Linked DNA regions of Mus musculus: region 1 is linked to region 2. A link is a contact called in public Hi-C data. All regions are on one chromosome and are shown on one strand. Each heading gives the region's core, a stretch centred on a gene start, on an enhancer-like site or on the middle of the called end of the contact. The rest is flanking DNA. Distances are from core to core; before and after follow the strand shown.

Region 1 (6,900 bases), core at 2,340-4,839, 110 kb after region 2:
CCGGGGTGCCTTTGTCATATCCAGAGCCTAGATACCCCGGGCAGGGTGAGTCTGTGAGAAAACATGGTGTAGCTGCACAATGCATCATGGTAAGCGAACAGCTAGAAGGCTGAGGGAAGGGAGTTGTCCCCTGAAAATGATTCTGTCTAAAATGTTCAGAAGAAAAGGTTAGGCCTAAATCTTTGGCAAGAAGAGCCAGACTTGCTATTAAGAGAGACAAACATATCAGATGAAATCATTGACTGCTTTTCACTGAGCCTCCTGTCAGCGGCAAAGCGCTGGAGCTTCCAAAAACACCCGAAAGACAACAGGCTCGTAAATGAGGGATTTGGAGTGGAAAGATAAATGAGAAAATAGAGAAGCCCTGATTGCATTTTATGTCATCCTGGGTGGGAAGAGAAGTATAAGCCACAATACTTTACCAACAGTGGGCAGGGTCAGGACACATGGCAGGGTCAGGTACATGTCTAGACCAGAGCCCCTTCACTTCTGGCAACAAGGAACCCTGGTTTTCTTTTTAAGTGAAGTTTCGTTTCTCTCCTTTCCTTTCCTTTCCTTTCCTTTCCTTTCCTTTCCTTTCCTTTCCTTTCCTTTCCTTTCCTTTCCTTTCCTTTCCTTCCCTTCCCTTCCCTTCCCTTCCCTTCCCTTCCCTTCCCTTCCCTTCCCTTCCCTTCCCTTCCCTTCCCTTCCCTTCCCTTCCTTTCCCTGTCCTTTCCATTTCCTTTTCTTTTCTTCTCTCTCATTCATTCTTTCTTTCCTTTTTTTTTAAAAAGATTTATTTATTTAATGTATGAGTGCTATACCTGCATGTACACTTGTGTGCCAGAAGAGGGCATTGGATCCCGTTATAGATTATAGATGGTTGCAAGCCACCATGTGGTTACTGGGAATTGAACTCAGGATGTCTAGAACAGCCAATTCTCTTAACCCCTGAGCCATCTCTCCATCCCCAGGCTGATTTCTTTAGGTCAAAGGGTTTGCCTTGGCAACTGGGAACACAGACTTTAACAACTGGATAGGTCCATTTAATCCACATTTTTAGGGACCAAGCATCTCAGATTTATTGTTTTCTGTATTTTTATATCGTCTGTATCATCTTTACTTCTTCAATTCGTTCATAGTCCTTGCAAATCTTTGTTGACTGGAGGCACTAAGCACACCAGTCAACGAGTTGGAAATTATTCTGAGATTTACTCAGAGGATAAGAGAACCCACTTACTGCAAATCTCTCCAAATTAACCTGACTGAAAGGGAAAGCCAGGCTGAACTTCCTGGTTGTGTGGACATTTATTTGTGAATATCTTCACTTGTTCATCCATTGAGAACTGACTGGGTACTTACTCTGTTCCTGACCAAGGGTCCTTGTCTCTTGTGGGCCTTCTTTGCAGCTGGAGAAATGCACTTCACTGATATGCCAGGCAACTGGAGGAGCACGTTTTGCCTGGAAGCCTCAAGCCTCTGGGCTGTGGGCCAGAGGTTCTTTCCTAACTGAGCCTGGTCACAAGGGTCAGGAGAATCAGATGCTGCAAACAGTTCCTTGCTGTGGATTGCGGATCACACTTCGTGGGAGGCACCAGAGGTTCTTGGTAAGAGAGTGAACTTGAGGCACTCATCTTGTAGTGAAAGCTGAATGCTGCTGTCTCCCCCCACCCCCTTTTTCCATTAATGTATTTACTTATTCACTTTACACCCCAATATCAGCCCCCTTCTCCTTCCAGGCCTCTCTTACAACTCCTCCTCCATCCCTTCTCTTCTCCTCTGAGAATGTGGTACACCCCCCCCCCCAAGCATCCTTCTTACACCCCTCCCCCCAGAACATCAAGTCATTGCAGGACCAGGCACAGACCACATCCTCTCTCATTGAGGCCAGACAAGGCCAACCAATGATTGGCCCAAACTGAGATCCATCTCACGGGCAAGAACCAATCCCTGACACTGTTAATGCTACTCCTCTCTTCGTGGCCTTTCCTCTTCTGAAGAGACCTGAACTCAGCCTCTCTAATTGCACAAGTGCTTGCTCTATGCTGGCTTTTGCCCCCCAGAAAAGCAGGGAAGCAGAGATAACACAGTCAAATGTGTGAGATGATAAGTTCTGTGTGGTATAAGTGGAAAAAATGCAGAACCAGAGAGACAGAGATGGGGTGATTGGACACGGACATAATTTTGTTGTTTAAAGTTTAGACATAGCTTTTAAAAATTTTAAAATTAGATTAGCAAACAAAGTAAATCTCATCTCGGTGACTCTGTACATGTGTGTCCTGCTTTATTTTCCTTTGCCTCCCCTCCACACTGCCCTTTGTCCCCTGCCCCATTCCAGGTGGCTCCCTTCTGTTTCTCGCCCTCTGTTTATTAGCTACCTTAAGATCTTAGCCATCCCTTCTCATGGACGCCTTTCTAGTTTCAACACCAGTGTTCTTAAACAGAAGAAACCTCCGAGACTCCAAAATTCCAAGTGCCCCTTCCATCACAGTGAGGACATCTGGGAAAGAGAAAGTGGCCTTCACCAAGCATGGCGTCGTTTAGTGCCTGGCATTCATTTGGACTCAGCAGCCCCAGAATGGAGAGAGCTGTTTACTGTTCATAAGCCAGCCATTTTAGGGTGCTTTAGTATTTTGTCACAGAAACCTAAATGATCCAAGATAATAAAGTGCCCTCTGCTTAAGATTTAAATGTCTTGTATTGTGTGCGTGAGTGCTTTGCCTGCATGTATGCACAACACGTGAGCCTGGTACCTGGGGAGGGTCAGAAGAGGGTGTCAGTTCTTATACCTGGAGTTATATGTCATTGTGAACCACAATTGCGGTACTGAGCTGTCAACTTGGTCCTCTGAAAGAGCAGCCAGTGCTTGTAACAACTGAGCCATTTGTTCAGTCCCACTATTCAATATTGAAACCAGGCAGCCTATGCCATTACAATTTGTGATATTATCTTATTTGTTCTGTGCATTTGACCGGCACACTTCTGTCCCCTTGTTTCCCTTCAGTGGAAAGGCTGGCTCTCTAGACCAAATCATTAGTAGCATAAAACAAAAGTGATGTTGTAGGAAATTACTTGGGTGGCAGGTAGAAGGCCAAATGAACAATGGGACTGTCAGTCCCAAGAGTGGCAGATTTATGTTGTCTCTCTTCTAGGCTGAAGCGATGTGAGGACAGTGACCCCCCCCCCCAACCCTTTACTTCTGTATCTGGTACCATGTCTAGCTCCCCTGTAGGTACTTAACACCTATTTGTTGTTATCATTGCAACTGACAAACATCGGAATCCCTCTTGCCCACCCCGCACATGGAAAGGCAATCGCTGCTTGGGCTGGGATCAATTCAGACCACAGCCCTGCTGCTGAGACAAGAACTTTACCTTATCTTGAAGCCTTACAGCCACCAGGAGCTGCAGGCCAATGTAATTTGCTAGTGCTTTTTAAGTCAGTAGCAGTTTTTCAGCAAACATATCAAACCCTTAATGGGGTTTTTGAAAGTAAATCTCCTGTTTGAAGTGAGAAGGAAAAGAAATAAGCAGTTATTATTCCATTTCTGTCCTTTACCTTTTAATCTGGGGGCTGGGAGGGAAGGTGAGTGAAACCGGGGTGAGTAGAGTGATTCCTCAAAGCCAGCAGGCGTCACGGTGGAGAGTCAACCTCCTGCAGCCACTGGCGTGCTGGGAGCCACGTGGATGAAATATTAAGTACAAGGCAGCAGTAATGTGGTTGCTGCAGATGTAATCAGATGAGTAGTTAAAGGCCTGGCATTCTTTAGGGAAACAAATGATTGATCAACCCTGCAAAATAAATAACCTGGCTCTTTGGCTCTACAGAGCAACTTTAAATATTCCATCTACCCCTATGTTTGTGAAGGGCTGTCCTCATCTGACTTTTGGTTGCTTGTGAATTTTGGAAGAATTTCTCAAACATGACTTTTTAGGCATTTTTTGATCCAGGCTATGGATACAGAGAGTGCCATTTAAAATTCTTGTTCTGTCTCTTGCTTGGCACGAGGCTCCTTGGAGTCAGTGATAACATACAGCCATTGGGGAGGCTGTGCGTTCTTTGGAGGACAGTGCTGGGATGGGGGCTATCTGGGCCAATGGCACACAAAGACACTCATCATAGTGTGTATTTGCAGTTTGGAAGCAGTGTGTCGAACATAAAACAGGATATGGTTTGGAAAGTGGCTGGCTCCTCATGGTTACCAAAAAGCCTAGAAAGCCTAGAAAGGCTGGGGTGCAGTGCTCTCTGGGGCAGCCCATGTGGTGAGTTGTCAAAATATTAAAAATCCTTGCTGGGAGCTTCTTCCCTATCTTAGATGATTTATGTTCCCAGATGAAAGACACATACACATATGGCCTTTATATTCTTTATATATATATATATATATATATATATATATATATATATATATATATATATATATATATTATGTATTTTCCTCAATTACATTTCCAATGCTATCCCAAACATCCCCCATACCTTCCCCTCCACTTCCCTACCCACCCATTCCTTTTTTTTTTTTTTTGGCCCTGGTGTTCCCCTGTACTGGGGCATATAAAGTTTGTGTGTCCAATGGGCCTCTCTTTCCAGTGATGGCCGACTAGGCCATCTTTTGATACATATGCAGCTAGAGACACAAGCTCCGGGGTACTGGTTAGTTCATAATGTTGTTCCACCTATAGGGTTGCAGATCCCTTTAGCTCCTTGGGTACTTTCTCTAGCTTCTCCATTGGGAGCCCTGTGATCCATCCAATAGCTGACTGTGAGCATCCATTTCTGTGTTTGCTAGGACCCGGCATAGTCTCACATGAGACAGCTATATCTGGGTCCTTTCAGCAAAATCTTGCTAGTGTATGCAATGGTGTCAGTGTTTGGAAGCTGATTATGGGGTGGATCCCTGGATATGGCAGTCTCTACATAGTCCATCCTCCAAACTTTGTCTCTGTAACTCCTTCCATGGGTGTTTTGTTCCCAATTCTAAGAAGGGGTACAGTGTCCACACTTTGGTCTTCATTCTTCTTGAGTTTCATGCGTTTAGCAAATTGTATCTTATATCTTGGGTATCCTAAGTTTTGGGCTAATATCCACTTACCAGTGAGTACATATTGTGTGAGTTCTTTGTGATTGTGTAACCTCACTCAGGATGATGCCCTCCAGGTCCATCCATTTGGCTAGGAATTTCATAAATTCATTCTTTTTAATAGCTGAGTAGTACTCCATTGTGTAAATGTACTACATTTTCTGTATCCATTCCTCTGTTGAGGGTCATCTGGGTTCTTTCCAGCTTCTGGCTATTATAAATAAGGCTGCTATGAACATAGTGGAGCATGTGTCCTTCTTACCGGTTGGGACATTTTCTGGATATATGCCCAGGAGAGGTATTGCTGGATCCTCCGTTAGTACTATGTCTAATTTTCTAAGGAACTGCCAGACTGATTTCCAGAGTGGTTGTACAAACTTGCAATCCCCCCAACAATGGAGGAGTGTTCCTCTTTCTCCACATCCTCGGCAGCATCTGCTGTCACCTGAATTTTTGATCTTAGCAATTCTGACTGGTGTGAGGTGGAATCTCAGGGTTGTTTTGATTTGCATTTCCCTGATGATTAAGGATGTTGAATATTTTTTCAGGTGCTTCTCTGCCATTCTTAATATGTCTTAGGCAACACAATAACTGGGAAGTTGCCCACTCTCCATGCTGTTAGAATCTACTTTCCTGTCAATAACCCTAAGTTGTCACTAACTATTTACCATGTTCCATCTGGGATGCTCTTAACTCCAATTGGGCAGCGCTCGGAGCCACAATTTCTTGGCCCTTAGCCCATGGCAGGTCTCCTTCTCCCTCCTGTATGTTCTTCTTCCATGGCAGCTTCCTTACTCCTCCTTCTGTCCTTATGGTCCTCTCTCCCCAAACCCTTGAAACCTCAATTCCACCTACGTCTCTTCTGCCCAGCTATTAGCTATTGGCATCTTTATTTACCAATCACCATTAACTGGGACCAGGGTTACTCAGTGTCTTACTTGTGGACTCCCTCTCTAGGCTAACCAGTCCTAGGGGCCCCAAGTTAGTATTAAAGTACAAGCAACATTAGGCCAACCCACTACAGTGATCACTTTCCACGAAGGAGGTGATGGCTGGATTACAGGTATGATGTGATGATGTTTCTCAAGGGCAACTGGTGTTCGATGAATCCTACCTTTGAAGGTGGTCAGTTGCTTCTGGGTACTAGAGATGGGTAAATGGTGGCTGGGTCTTCACAAGCCTTATTTGTCATACATGTTGGCTCACAGCAGGGAGAAGCTGCTTTGAGGAGAAATCTCTATGACCGATTTTGCCAAGTATTCACCTTTAGTCCCTGGTGGTGCAGGTGATGACAACATAGCAGCATACAGACATGATCCTTTTTTTAGTTGGGGAGCATCTAGTTTTTTGTGTGTTTGTTTTCCTCTTTGGAAACAGCACTGAGTTTGACTGAAGGCTACTGACCAGGATCTCTAGGAATGGGTTGATTTGGACTCACTGAAATGACAAGATGCAAAGATTATGAAGTGCTTTTATGTTGCACTGTATAAGTCATGCAAATAATGGCATCCAATAATGAGTTGTTTCATTCACTAAAGTCAATGCACACTTCTTAGGTACTTATTATACATCAAGCTTAAGCCATGGAAAACTATGAGAGATGTGGCCTTAGGCTTTCAAAGAACTAGATAGCTATTAGAACTTGGACTTTACCCATGGTCCTTAAAGGGTTGTCTGTAACCAGCACCTACTTCTGACAGTGATAGCTAGTAGAACTCTTACTAAGAGAGAGCCCAGTTCTTCTGGGGTTATCCAGAAGAACCAGTGGGAAAAAGAACCAATGCATGCATCATCATTAGGAATTTAAAGCTAGTTATGACTCTGAGGGCCTAGAAAGAACA
Region 2 (6,388 bases), core at 3,245-5,744:
TTAGAAACACTGCTCCTAGTCAAGGTACAGAAGCCAGGCTGGGAGGTCAGTTTTATTTGGGCCCTGAATGTTGAGTCTACCCTGGTGGTACAATACACACAGGATGGACATGGATGCACACAAGCTGAGGTGGAGCATGTTGCACATAGGAGGGGTGCTGTCAGGGAACAGTCAGCAATTCAGGGAAGAGCTACAGTCTAGAGCACTGGAGAGAGGGATGGGTGGTAGCCAAGCCTTCAGTAGGAACACCTGTCACAGAGCCCTCATATCCCTGGTTGAGAAACTATTTTCTCCTGAGCCACTAGATGGCACCATTTCCACACAAACAACATCTTTGAAGGTGACCTGGTCTTTTCCTGAGACTCCTACCAGGGCTTGGTGAGATTTTTAGCACTGTTTGGGAAAGCCTAAAAAGATGAGATGCCGTTGAATATCTTTGTTTAGTTATGAAAACAGTTTACATTCACACACACAAAATAATATAGAGGCAATTTATTCAAATAAAACGTGCTGAGCACTTATACCCAATATTCTGGGGATAAGCGATGCCCAGTGGGATATGGGATGCCCAGTGAATAGAGTGTCATGTCCTGGGGAGCTCACAGTGGCAGATAGGCTGTCATGCACACTGATTATGAAATATGGTATGAAAATAAGTCAACAGTGCATGCGAGAGGGAGCGGCAGTGCGGTGGTTTTCTCTGCCAGAGAGAAAAAGCTTATTACAGGAGGTAATGTTGAGACACAGAGAGAGCGGAGGCATTGTCAGGCCCTGGAAATGAAGGAGGGGTTCACTAGGCATGGGCACCACTCCCAAGGCCAGGGGGATGTTCAGGGAACTGGCCCGGACTTTGAGTGTCTGGAATAAGGGAGGGGTTGGGTCTGGCTGATGATAGAGCCTGTTATGGGGGAAAGGTACAGACTCCGCAGGTGGATGTTAAAATGACTCCATAAGATAGGCGTGGCTTCCCGTCTAGAGGAGATGAGCATGGTTGGCAGGCCTGGCTGAGAGGGCGTGGCTGAGTTGCGGATGAGCCCCCTTCCCCGATGTCTCACACACGGGCATCTGGAGTATGAGGAGCGGGAGAGCTGCATTAGTATTATAGACACAGCGCCTTCAAACCTAGGGTGGAAATGAAATCATTAAGTGGCTCAAATGGAGTTTTGTTCTGTGCATGATTAACCCCAGGAGGGGAGTTTGGGAACAAATATACCTCCTATACCTGTATTACAGGGGGACTGAGCCACGGTGAATTAAAAGAAAATCAAGGGCAAATTTGGGACTAGTCAGCTGTGACCAAGCCATTTGTGTAGTTAAATGGAGCTGAAAGCGCTAATAACAGCTTTGCGGGTCATGGATCTTCTGGGAGGGTAGGGCAGAAGGTGGGCTGGGCAGGTGGGCAGGGAGCTGGCCCCGGCTTGCCCAGCTAGAATTTGAAGTGGGGATGTAGCCTGTTGGCCTGTTCTTGTCATCTAAGTGTGTATAACTTCCTAATGTACCCTTTTGGTTCTAGACAGAGTCAGGAATCAGTGTTCAATCTGAGTCATTGGCATCTCTTGTAGACCCTAGCTGAGCCTGGAAGACTGCTAGTGATAATCTTGTGCATCTCTGCAGCTCCAGGGGGAATTGCTTTACGGGGCTACAACAAGGAGGACTTAAGACAAAAGCTGCTTTCATAAGCTATACCATATGTAGTGGGGACCCTCAGCTCAAGGTAAAGAAAGACTCAGCAAGTGTCTTGAGATACCTGAGTTAGTTGGAGCTTGGCCTTGATCCTCACCAAAGGCCAAACCATCTGTGGTTTGAATGGCTCCCATAGGCTCATAAGCACTATTAGGAGATGTGACCTTGTTGGAGGAATTGTGTCACTTGGGGTAGGCTTTGAGGATCCAAAAAGCTCAAGCCAGGCCCAGTGTCTCTCTCTCTCTCTCTTGCTTCTGCCTGTAGAACTCGTAGCTACCTCTCCAGCACCCTGTCTGCCTTCATGCTTTCATGCTTCCTGCCATGACGATAATGGACTAAACCTCTGAACTGTTAGCCAGTCCCAATTAAATGTTTTTCTTTATAAGAGTTGCCATGGTCATGGTGTCTCTTCAGAGCAATAGAAACCCTAAGTAAAATGCCAGCACATAAAAATGGGGTAGTTTGGCCACATGGGAAGGAATGGATGCCCAGTGATTGTGAGAGTATGCAGGCAGGCCTTCCACACAAAACAGATGGGCAAGGAAGATGTATAAGGAGAGGATGGAGGCTGAGAAGTATAAAGCATTAGGAGGGGCCCAGGCTCTGGTCCTATAGGGGCAACTCATCTTGGTGTGTAACGTGGACAAAATGGGGGCACAAGAGGCCCCTCTAGGCTCTCTCAGATGGCTTAGTGGTTGTTGCACCCTCTGGGTATTCCACACAACAGCATCAACTGGTTCTGCTTGGTTTGAGACACAGTGTATATGCATATGTGTTTGCTTACTTCATAGACTGCTCTAGGGAGGTGTACTCCATCCTTCCAGGGTCTGGGGAGGCAGCACTCTGCCTCCACGCAAGCCAGTAGCTCTTCTATATGTCTTCCAATTACCCAGCAGTCGATGTAGGGCTGAAAGCCATTTTCCTAAGAGAGGGAAAAGAGAGTCTAGAGAAAATGTCAGGTGTTTCTGAGAATTGGGGAACTCTGAGTGACCCACAGGGAAGTGGAACCTGTGTGAGGATGGTCCCTGCCCACCTGTTTCATCTTGCCCTGGTTGTCACAGAGGATGATACCATCAGCTTCTGAATTTTTCAGCGGGCTCTGTCACTGGGATGCATACCCACGTAGGGCAGGGGGGATCCCAGAACCCTCTTCCTACTCCTGGCAGTACTCAAGGAAAGACAAAGCCACTGGCCGTGACTCTGGCCTGAGTGTTGGCATCTCTTTTGCTGTCCTCTCCCCATTGTTCCTTTGAATCCTGGGTCTCATCTCTCCTAGCACTGCAGTTTATGCCTTCACTCGTCACTTGCTGGTGTGTGTGTGTGTGTGTGTGTGTGTGTGTGTGTGTGTAGTTGGGCATGGAGGCCAGCATAATGAGTGTGGGATGGATTATGTGAGGAGGTTGCCGTGAGAGAAGGGACAGCCCAGAGAAAGGCAGGGCAGTGGCTTTATTTTGTAGGAAGGCTTTTAAGTAGCTGTGTACCTTCTAGCAGAGGTGTACATGCAAGGCCTTTTCCTGAGGGGGACTGTGTAGCGTGTGTGTACGCGAGCGAGAGCTCGCGCACGCACGCACGCGCGCACACACACACACACACACACACACACACACATATTGGCCCTGGAATCTCATCTGTCCCTTGGTACCTTGATCTTGAGGAGGTGTTCAACCTCACTGTGATCCAGGTTCACAGAGTCTTTTTGAAGTCCAAGGGCGGGAACCACTGTCAGTGGTACAGTAGGTGTCTGACACTTGGCAAACCTCAGGCCAGGCCAGCCACAGTGACTCCTAACCATATATGTTTAGGAAAGGGATTTGCACTGCACTTTCTAGCTGCAGTGGCTGCTGGCCATTGCTCCTCACGCCCATGAACCAATCGCATAAGCCTTGGGCAACGTGGGACAGTAACCTTGCCCTTCTGCAAGGGGATAGTTTCTGCTTTCCAGGCCCATAAAATTTCAGAATGAAGATCATGGTGGTCTTTAAGAGTAATAAAGAGCCACACATACCTAGGGGAAATAATCTCTAGGGGTAGGGATGGACTCAGAGGTACAGTGCTCGCCTAGTGTGTTGGCTGGCATCTGAAAGCCAGCGTGGCCAGGAACGGGACGCACTGGCTGGTTTTGTGTGTCCACTTGACACAAGCTGGAGTTGTCACAAAGAAAGGAGCCTCCTTGAGGAAATGCCTCCATGAGATCCAGCTGTAAGGCATTTTCTCAATTAGTGATCAAGGGGGAAAGGCCCAGCCCACTGTGGGTGGTGCCATCCCTGGGCTGGTAGTCTTGGATTCTATAAGAAAGCAAGCTGAGTAAGCCAGGGGAAGCAAGCCAGTAAGCAGCACCCTTCCATAGTCTCTGCATCATCTCCCGTCTCCAAGTTCCTGCCCTATGTGAGTTCCTGTCCTGACTTCCTTTGGTGATGAACAGCAATGTGGAAGTGTAAGCCAAACAAACTCTTTCCTAGGAACCCCAACTTTTTTCTTGGTCCTGATGCTTTGTGCAGGAATACAAACCATGAAAAGACAGAGGGTTTTCCTGGAAAAGGTACAGGAAGTGTCTCCTCTTCTTTGAGTCCAGCTTGTATGCTCCTGAAAGAGGTGCTGGGGGGACTGGCTGCTGTTTCTCCACCTTTCATAGTGGGAAGCTTGGCCTTCCTGGGTTTGTGTTCCAGTCCAAAGGATGTTGTCATGGCCGCATATGGCCAGCAGAGGGCGGTGTCGATCCAGGAGTGCCTTTGCCACACGTCCAACCCAGGGTGTAAATTGCTCAGATTTTCCCCCAACAAATAGATGGTACCCAAGCCACCAGCATGCTCTCATCTGTGTCCACAGCCAGCTCTGTCCTGCCTTTCCAGTGAGGGAAGTTCCTGTGCTTACTCAGGGTGTAGGAGGAGCAGCGACCAGCAGTCTTCTGCTTGCTGGCTCGGAGAGGCGCTCTGGCACAGGCATCTGCTCAGCTGGGCCCTGTGGGGAGCTGACTCCTGGGGGAATGAATTCACTGGCTGTTGTGCGCAGACTCAGGTTACAGCTGCGCGCTACTCTGGACTCGCCATTGGCATACCCAGCCAGGTGGGATTCCCAGAGAGGAGGTTGTGGGGAGGCATATTCTAGGGTTCAGGAACTTTGGGAACCTGTGTCTGTGTCTAGGTGGCCTTATTAGAATCTGGGGTGAAGTACTTTGAGACTTTGGCCTCCAACCCTGTGAGGAGGGGGTTTGGTGAAAATGCAGGGCACAACCTTGATTCATTGTGCTGTCAGGTTTGGGAGGGAGCCAGGGGCATTTTTTTTTTTTTTTCTTCATTCTCCTCTGTTAGGGTTAAAGCACATGATAGTGTTAAAACAGAAAGGTCTGGAGCACTGGGAAAGATAATTGTAAGAGAACTAGTGGGGGGATTAATCTGGTTTTAGTAGGCTTCTACTCCCACAGAGCCCCTCCTCTAGTATCTGGCTCTATTTCTCTTCCATAAACTTCTTGACTTTATGGATAGCTACACTTTAATATACATTCCAATATTTAATTCAGTTCAGTGTTAACAGACTGACACAATTTCTAGACCTTGGAGATATATATATATATATATATATATATATAGAGAGAGAGAGAGAGGGGGGGGGCAGCATCTTGGACCACAGCCGTAGGGCAGGGAAGGACCAATCCTAACCTCAAGGGAGATGGCACTGAAGATACTGGGCAAGGCTGGTTCTCTCTCTGGCATATACCAGCTCAATTGCACTTTTGTGCTTGCTGTAAGTAAATTTTGGCTGCTAGTGTTGTCTGTGTCCTTGTAGAAATTCTTCTCCTTCAGGAGTACAGGAACCAAGAGTGCTGCCACAGTTGGGATCAGAGGGCATTTGGAAGGATGTATTGCTCTATGGCACCTTTAACCCCTGAGCCCACAGGACAGTCCACTGCTTCTGATTCCCATCCCTCCATTCTTTCTGCCAGGGACCCTGGGTATTCTGCTGCATTGTGGTCCAGGAGAGTTAGCAAAGGGAGAGAACTACAAAGAAACACTGTGGATTTAACTCGGTCTAGAGGTGCCTTGTGAGCTTTCTGCTTGAGCCGATTCCAGCCTTCCCATCCCAACCCACTTGCCCATTCTCCATTGTTGAAAGCCTTTAGGTTTCCACCTTCTTTTCTTTCGTTCTTCCTCAAGGGAGTTGACTCTGCTCTCTGCTTCCTGCAGGATGGAGACCACACACACACACACACACACACACATCCATTCACATTGTAGACATATGCATAGCATGTATTTGTGCGCACACATTTCATTACACTAGGGATCTACTAACACCTTGTGGAGCGAAGGATACACAAAACATTTCCCCCTGACTTTGTACTACTCTGCTTCCTTAGGGCCATGGTCCTACACACTGGAGAGCCATGTGGGGACACAGGTGAAGAGACAGAAGCAGCAGGAACTGTCCAGGCTGCTCCACCTTTCTCTTGCTCTGAACATGGTCTAGGCTCTTGACTCCTTTGGGCCTGGAGACGGTAATGCTGCTGTGATGGTAGTTGAGGTGCTAGAAACACTCTAGCTCAGAAAAGCTGGTGCTTACTGCACGCTAGGTACAACCTCTCTCCCGGAATCCCTTTTCTCCAGGGAGAACATGCAAGTGGGCCTCAGTTTATCTCTTGGACAGTGAGACTGTTGGAGAGTCCCTCCACTTAGAGCTGATCCTGACAGTGTGCAGGTAGAGGCTAGAG

The links. Hi-C and Micro-C count contacts between places; a contact is called where the count stands out from the background.
Region 1: a Hi-C map of the N1E-115 cell line shows a contact between it and region 2, with 12 times the contacts expected there. The contact joins two enhancer-like sites. A contact is called at or near these places in 15 of 484 Hi-C or Micro-C datasets (the G1E-ER4 cell line, the HL-1 cell line, the N1E-115 cell line and 7 more) and 1 of 115 datasets of contacts at active chromatin or transcription factors (embryonic stem cells).

What each region holds. Positions count from the first base shown.
Region 1 is chr9:27,519,907-27,526,806 of GRCm38.p6, forward strand. It overlaps Gm30791 (a long non-coding RNA gene), which reads left to right. Exons shown (of 3, transcript XR_379207.2): 2 at 1,389-1,586; 3 at 2,399-2,585. Among named protein-coding and RNA genes, the nearest start is that of Gm30791, 4.5 kb to the left of the region's middle. Within about 2 kb of position 3,590, at least 2 of the 459 cell types and tissues checked have an H3K27ac peak or open chromatin away from gene starts, as enhancers often do. A contact at or near this core is called in the N1E-115 cell line, where this site is marked.
Region 2 is chr9:27,409,732-27,416,119 of GRCm38.p6, forward strand. No RefSeq gene overlaps it. Among named protein-coding and RNA genes, the nearest start is that of Spata19, 16 kb to the left of the region's middle. Within about 2 kb of position 4,495, at least 66 of the 459 cell types and tissues checked have an H3K27ac peak or open chromatin away from gene starts, as enhancers often do. A contact at or near this core is called in the N1E-115 cell line, where this site is marked.